Linked DNA regions of Mus musculus: region 1 is linked to region 2. A link is a contact called in public Hi-C data. All regions are on one chromosome and are shown on one strand. Each heading gives the region's core, a stretch centred on a gene start, on an enhancer-like site or on the middle of the called end of the contact. The rest is flanking DNA. Distances are from core to core; before and after follow the strand shown.

Evidence for each region. Hi-C and Micro-C count contacts between places; a contact is called where the count stands out from the background.
Region 1: a contact with region 2 is called in a Hi-C map of the N1E-115 cell line, with 1.9 times the contacts expected there. The contact joins two enhancer-like sites. A contact is called at or near these places in 3 of 484 Hi-C or Micro-C datasets (the N1E-115 cell line, adipose-derived mesenchymal stem cells and nephron progenitors) and 1 of 115 datasets of contacts at active chromatin or transcription factors (astrocytes).

The regions. Positions count from the first base shown.
Region 1 is chr15:71,848,510-71,852,195 of GRCm38.p6, forward strand. It overlaps Col22a1 (collagen, type XXII, alpha 1), which reads right to left. Exons shown (of 64, transcript NM_027174.1): 47 at 30-83. Among named protein-coding and RNA genes, the nearest start is that of Fam135b, 120 kb to the left of the region's middle. Within about 2 kb of position 1,997, at least 21 of the 459 cell types and tissues checked have an H3K27ac peak or open chromatin away from gene starts, as enhancers often do. A contact at or near this core is called in the N1E-115 cell line, where this site is marked.
Region 2 is chr15:71,701,400-71,705,332 of GRCm38.p6, forward strand. The region is part of intron 1 of Fam135b (family with sequence similarity 135, member B); the gene reads right to left. Among named protein-coding and RNA genes, the nearest start is that of Fam135b, 24 kb to the right of the region's middle. Within about 2 kb of position 1,737, at least 26 of the 459 cell types and tissues checked have an H3K27ac peak or open chromatin away from gene starts, as enhancers often do. A contact at or near this core is called in the N1E-115 cell line, where this site is marked.

The DNA.
Region 1 (3,686 bases), core at 747-3,246, 150 kb after region 2:
ACCTTCTTCATGACAGAAATTAGTCTTACCTGTTCACCTTTCTGTCCCACCTCACCCTCTGCACCACGTTCTCCTTGGCTTCCCTGGGAAGGAAGACAAAGGCAAGTCAAGCCACAGAAAATTTCATTAGAACTAACACTGTAAATATAAAAGTATGCTTTAAGTGCTTTTACCAGTTCTTCAAATTCTTTATTAAACCATTGCTGCCAACCATGGTGACAGTAGACAGAAGCAAGCCCTGCTAGAATTTTACAATCAGCTGGTAAAATGTTTTTTAGTTGAGTTTCAGGTCCCTTAGGGGAGCATAAGCAAACAAACAGGGCTGAGAGGAATGCAGTTCTAAGCCTGGTATGTCACGTCCCTCCTGAGTCTGAACCCAGTGATGCACAGAAGATAGCGCAGAAGGATGGATAATGGTCCTATATGAGATTTGTAGCCATGGTGAGAAGTGGGTCAGAAGGTCCAAGCTGAGGGAAAGAGAAGATCAAGACGAAAGTGAGGTCTTCCAGGGATGTGAAACAGAGGCAGAAACGAGCATCGGGAGGTCCTGAAGAGCTGATGTGCAAGAAGGGTAAGGCCGAGATCTTATGGGCTTTTCCCGTCCACTTTGGCAGGTTCATTACTGTCAGCCTTGCTCAGTTCATGTTTGGCAGCCATGTTTGTATTTAAAAAAAATATTTTGAGATAGAATTTCATAATGCTCAAACTGACCTGAATGTCATAAATAGTTAAGGACAGCCTTGAACTCCTAATTATTCAGCCCCCACAAGTGCTGGCATATGGATGTGGCCACTTCATTCAGTTTATTTAATATGTCTTTTGCTTTGGGAATTTGGTATATTGGGTCTTTTTGGTTTTTGTTTGTATGTTTGTTTTGGGGGTTTTTTTTTGTTACTGTTGTTTTGTTTTCTGGGTTTTTTGTTTTGTTTTGCTTTGTTTTGTTTTGTTTTTGGTTGGTTGATTTTGTTTTGTTTTTGAGACAGCTTCTTAAACTATACTCCAGGCTGTCCTACAACTATGTAGCCAAGTTGACCTTAAACTCATAGTGATGCATCCATATTGCATCATGACTACTGGGAATACAGGTGTTAGCCACCATACATGGCTTTTGGTTTAGTAGATTCTTTTTTCTAAGACAGGGTTTTATGCTTTATTAAAGGCTGGCCTGAAACTCACTCTGTAGCCTAGCCTGGGCTCAAACTTGTATCACCACTCCTGCCTCAGCCTCCCAAGTGCTAAGATTGCTGAAGTAAGCCACTACAACGAGTGTACTTACTGGAATAACAACTGCATTTCATCAAACAGCAACATTTCCATTTCTTTAAAATAACCTACTGGGCTGTGAAGAGTCCTTGACAGTGAATCAGTCTGGCACTGGTTTCATTCCTGTCCCTCATCTCTGCATCCTTAGGCAGGCCATACCCCTTTCTAGGTCTCAATCTGTCCATCTAAAAGGATGAGGGGTGGGGAAGGTCAATGTAAGAGAGTCCAGAGCCCAGCAGTTTTCTCATGAGGTGAAATCCGGCTTTCTTTCCGTTCAGCTTATTCTAGCACGCAGCAGCTCATTGATGTCATGGCTGATGGTTAATGACACTCTATCCCACAGTCCCTAGACTGTGTTATGAATCATTGCTTATAAAGCACTAGGTGTCATTGTTTAGAGGAAGGAAGAAAATAGTTCACAGGAAAAAAACCTGATTCCGTCATCTTTACATGCTGTTAGATCTAAGTGCCTAAAGTTGGCATTCTGTCTGCACCCACTTTATAATCAAAGCAGTGTCGCAGAGCTTCACACTGCCTCACTGACATTCAGGGACAATTGGCCTTAAAGGTAAATGTATTCCTTTCAAATCCCAGTCTTCAGTCTAGCTGTAGAGTGGTTTCAACATTCAGCTGTCGACAATAAGAATGCCAGCAGCTCAGGATCCCCATAGTTGTCCCTGTCTCCGTGCCCACTACAGACAAAGATCTGCACAAACACAGCCACCTCCAAACATGACTCATTTCCTTCCAGGAAGGGATCTGACATTTCTGGAGTCCCTGCCCCGCTAGACATTCAGTTAGGGCTTTAAAAGACCCTGTTACATGTAACGTTTTGGCTGTAAGCTGAGCTCATGGCTAAGAGTATAAACTGTCTAAGACATCTGCCTTAGTCATTGACCTTGGTAACAAATCTGGGCTAAGAACAGTGGCACCAGCTATAACCCCTACACTTGAGCAGGGAGGGCGGGAGGTGAAGGAATGCAAGGTGCTTTTCATTTACAGAGTGAATTCCAGAAGAGTCTAGGCACTGTGAGATTTTGAATGTTTTTTTAAATCCATCAATAATTGTTTTAATCAGCCACCCAAGGTCACAGAACAAGAAGAGTAGGGACTCAGTCTGTCTGGTTATCAAATATCCGAGTAACCTCTTCCCAACCAAGTCATTTTCCTGACTCTCTTGGGGCTATGATGCCTGGTTTAGGTGGTTTATGATTTCTTGAGATTTGACGAGAGTGGAGAAGGCAGATCAGCCATGTTAACAGCAGGTGAGATCCATGGTTGTACACTGGACGTTCAACAACCAAAAGGCAGCTCTGAATCCCATCTTCTCAGGGCTTTTATCCTTGCAAAGGACAATTTTACTAGCCCAGTTCTCTTTAGATCATTATTAAATACCCTTGCCAAAATCTTCATTCTTGCTTCTCAACTCAGCCCTATACAAAGAATCTATTCCATAGAATAAACAAACAAACAAATGAATAAATAAATAAATAAATAATAAGGAACTATATCACTCCACATGCACAGTTCTTTACTTTTGCATAGTTGCAACTAAACACCTGACAGAAAGAGATGAATTATTTATTTTGGCTCATATTTTCAGAGGTATCAATCACATAACGGTAAGAGCAGCATGAGGGAGCAGAAAAATGTGTATCAGAGAAGCCGTGAAGTAGAGAATGGGGCTATAGGAAAGATCCAGGGCAAGGCATACTCCAAGGGCCTGATAACCTGCTTTCCACGGCTGTGTTTTATCACAGCAATAGAAAAGTAGCTAATATACAAATATTTTACCTATTCATTGCCAGGAACTCAATTAAAGCCTTTCTCAGAACCTAGTAATCATCTCTCTGGAATTTAATAAACACGGGGGGGGGGGTGCCTTTCTTCCCCGGTTCCTGCTGGAAAGAGAGATGCTAACATAGGGAGCAATCTGGATCACAGGAACAAAAACACCCCCTGTGGTAAAGACTGGAGATGCTTGTGTAAGCCCCTACCTTACTGATGATCACACAGGTACATAGCCCATTTGGAATGAATGTGGTTGATGAATGGGGTGACATGTCCTCTATCTTAGTCCTGAATAGCACTTCCTGAGACACGCATGCTAAATCCAACCCTACAGACTGGCTACCTAAGACTTAAGTCGTTTTTGACTCTCCCGCCTCCTACCCAGACTGTGGTGTACGCTGTATTCTGAATCAGCATTCAGAGGATGATAAGATTGTTTCCTTTTCTATCTTTGTAGAGAAGTTTCTTAGGTTAGAAGGAGACATTGATTTGCTTTTAAATATAATTCTAAATTAATATAATCATTAATTTGGAAAAAAAGGTACCATTTTGTTTGTGTTTCCATTGTTTAGAGTCTCCCTTTGTGCTTTGTCCTTTGTAAATCAAAGCTGCTGGAGCTCCTCCTGGGGTCT
Region 2 (3,933 bases), core at 487-2,986:
TGCTCATTCTTATGCCACCCTCTTGAAAGAAAGTTCCACCTGGAATCTCAGTTCTTCAAGGATTCTGCTTTCAATGTAGACAAAGGAAGAGACCAACAAGGCCTTGAGATACTCTGCCTCCAAAGCTTGCACATTCTAGAATCTCAGGTTCCCCGTTCTCTAATCTAGAACAAAGAGAAACCAAGAGGTAATAGCTATGCTTCCTTTGAAATCTGTAAAATTTGCTTTTCTGTCGTGATTAGACATGGTGCCTGGGTCCAGACTATCTTCATATGAATGTCGGTGACCTGAAATTCCATTGCTGGGTTCCTTCAGCTGCAGAATGAGTATAACAATAGAAGATTCCTCTTAAGCTTTTTGTGGGAACTGATTTAATATATGCACAAGCACTTTCAATGGAGCCGGGCGATGAGTGTAATCATTCATTTGCTCAACTTGCAGTACAAGCCCTTACTGCAAGTGGTGCTTTGTGCTAAGATTTCTGCTCATTACCCATTCCGTACCAAATCTATTTCATTCATTATTCCTGTTCTTTCCATTCACTGACACATTGGTTCTTATAAGAGAGATTAAATACCTTGGTTTTGCAGATTAGGATGTTGAGATTCATGCCTGCAGGTGAATACTTTGCTCATCTTAGATAGAGGAGGCAGGAATAGAAGATTTCATGGGTTAGCTCCATTGGAGACAGAGAAGGAACCCTGTGCTAAGCTGTAACACTTGAATCAGGAAGCTCACCTTTCTCCCAGACCTCAAACACCAACCTTGACTGAAAATGGCCCATGCCACCCTTTGGAGAGGAGAAAAACAGTCAAGGCAGCCGTTTTGAAGGCAGTTCAAACCTGGAAGATATTAATCTAGGAATGGCAGATGCTGCTGTAGGCTGCTACTGCCTGATCCAGGGGCTATTCATTCTCAGTTCCTCCTTTTGTGCAGGGAGGGTTCTGACTGCAGAAACTAGAAAAAGGAAGACAGCCATTCTCCTCTCAGCATTTCCTTAGCTTGATAATGTCGTAGCATTGGTCATTAAACCACCAGTCAAGAGCTACAAACCCATGGATGACAAGGAACAGCCATAGTTGATAAGACAGAGATCAGTTTCTTTAGATAAGCATGAAACAACGAACAAAAGCAAGTCCTGCACTTTCCTAGTCTCTGGCAACTCCAGGTCTGAATTATTTAGTGAACAGTCAAAAGCTACAGTCAGTGAAGTCTACTGTTCCTTAGAGCTGATTGCAAACCTGACTGAAAAGGCCAGACTGCAAAATCTGCAGGGATATCAGGCTCTTATTGAGAGAGTCAGGCAGTGGACCCCAAGGGGCAAACTCACTGTCTATGATATAAATTCTGCCAAGGATCTGAGCAATACTGTGAGATTATACAGACAACACACATACAGGAAATTTTTTTTTGTAAGTAATGTAAGCATGTTCTCAGTTTTAGCATGTAATCTCTCCTGATTTTCAAATTCAAATTGAATTTTGCAGAAAGCACTTTAAATGGACACCCAAGTTCCTTATACATACCCATTTATGACCAAGATTTTTAGAACATAACTCATTACAGCCTTATGAAAAAAGTATGGAGTGAGATGGAATCCCATTTAACAAAAGAGCCCAAAATCCAGAGCTCAAAATCAACATAAGTCACCACAGGAATTCATCTCCAACTGTGACTGTTGGGATTTAACCACAGGCTTGGCTCTTTCCATCATCCATGACCACACTGGAAGTGCCTCCAGGTCTTTTTAAAACCAGCAGGTCATGAACAAAGATAAAGCTCTCTTCACTATGCCTAACCTGCTATGGTAGGAGAAGGTTGCTAATATCCACCCACATACAGTACCATGACTCATGTGTATGTCATCTTGCTCAATGATGCATAGGCCATTGTGGAGCTGTCAGCCCCCACTCCCCAACCCCCATGAAGCCCAAATCAAGGTTAAGATCCGCTGAGTCACTAATCCAAGGTTGGCTTGATAAATGAAGATGCTGATGACAATAATAATTACTAAATCCTCCTGATTTACACTCAAGCACAAACAGAAAATATATATGAATACATGTTTATATATATATATATATATATATATATATATATATATATATATATATGCACTATTTTGTTTTCCTTTTCTCCCACCAAAGGCCACTGTGGATTTTATTTTTATTTATATTTTCTTTCATCACTCTTTGCATTTAGTTTTGTTTCTGTAGTTTTGCCAGAGTCTTTCTTTCCAAGTAGAGCAAGTCACAGCTAAGTATTTTTCAAGGATTTAAGAGGGCAGGATCAAGGCTTTATTGTTCTGATGGAAACTAAGTCAGCTCCTAGGGAGGCAGTTTTACTGCTGAGTAGCTATTTGTATTGAAAGTCAGCTAAAAGACCCAGAGCGGTGAGGTTCCAGCCCTCCTCCTGAGAGCAGGGTGGCCTTTGACAGCTGCCTGAAAGCACACAAGAGAAAACTTGACACTCATCTGAGCTTCAAGACCCCAGTCTGTGACATAGCCCAAGTAAGTAACTCTTCTCTCTTCCCCTCCTGCAAAGGGTGTTTCCATTTTACTTCATTGTAAATACAAAGACTTTCTGATGAGTTTTCAAAAGTAAGAACAGGAAAACTGTAAGGAGTTTTCCATTAGACAAAATTAGCTTAGAAAGATGCAAGGTGAGTTTCATATCAATGCTTTAGTGAGAAAAGTGTGTGTGTGTGTGTGTGTGTGTGTCCCTGTTTATCTTGAAAAATGTTTATCTTGAAAAATGTTTATCTTGAAAAATGTTTAATTTAAGGCCAGAAAATATTTTTCTTCTATTGAACAGGGACACTTCTGTGATTTTTTTTATATCATTTAGAGTTATTAAGCTAAAAATGTTTTTGAAATGGAAACAATAGGAGAACATCATAACTCCAATGTTTTGCATGGTCAGTTCACTGACATCTCTAGGGCAATAAGTAATCTAAAAGATATCAAAATTCTCAGCCCTGAAAAGATAGTTTCTGTCACTGAATTTTTGGTGACAAAGCATGTGTTGAATACTTCCTTCATCAGGTTCTCTTGCTAAGCAGATTAAGAAAAAAAGATGGAAAAACCAACCTCCCTGCCCCCCTTCTTTGCCTTACCATGCTCTGTGGCTGAGGAACAGGAACAGGAAACCATCAGCTAGACACAATTCAAGACAGGACAACTGTGCCAGGGTCAGTTAGCTATAAAAGATGGAATCAGAGCAGGTATAGTCCACTCTGTCCAACCAACTGAACAAAATAAGAGGGAACACAACAGCTAGCAGGATTTGGCTTTGCCATCCTTCCAAAGCCCATTGCAGGAAGATGTGCACTTGGGGCCAGAAAGATGGCTAAGAATTTGTTGCTTTTCTAGAGAATCCAAGTTAGGTTCCCAGCAGTTCAGTGACTCAAAACTGCTTTAATTCCAGCTCCAGAGGAGTCTGTCTGGACTCCATGAGCATTCTCATATATAGACACACACATACATACACACACACACTCTCACACTCTCTTTCTCTTTCTCTCTCTCTCTCTCTCTCTCTCTCTATCTATCTATCTATCTCTTTCTCTTTCTCACACACACACACACACAAACACACTTAAAAAAATTGAGCCACAGTGAAGCAACAAAACAGAAAGGTCACATTCCTTATTACATGGTCAAACCTCAGTACATGCAGGAAAATGTCTTTAAGGATGCTTTAAGAAAGTCATAGTATGGTTCTCACAACAGATTTCCTGGATGGCCATAGAAGGGATTATAAAAATACTGAGACCTTTAAACTAGGTGACAACTTAGATGAATTCATAGGAATAGTGTTGGTGAAGACAAACAGAAAGATGATCATTCACAAGACAACACAAATCATACTCAGGAGGAGACTCAAGTCTGATACCTGAGTACCACTAAGGAGACATTAGAATGATGCTTTTCA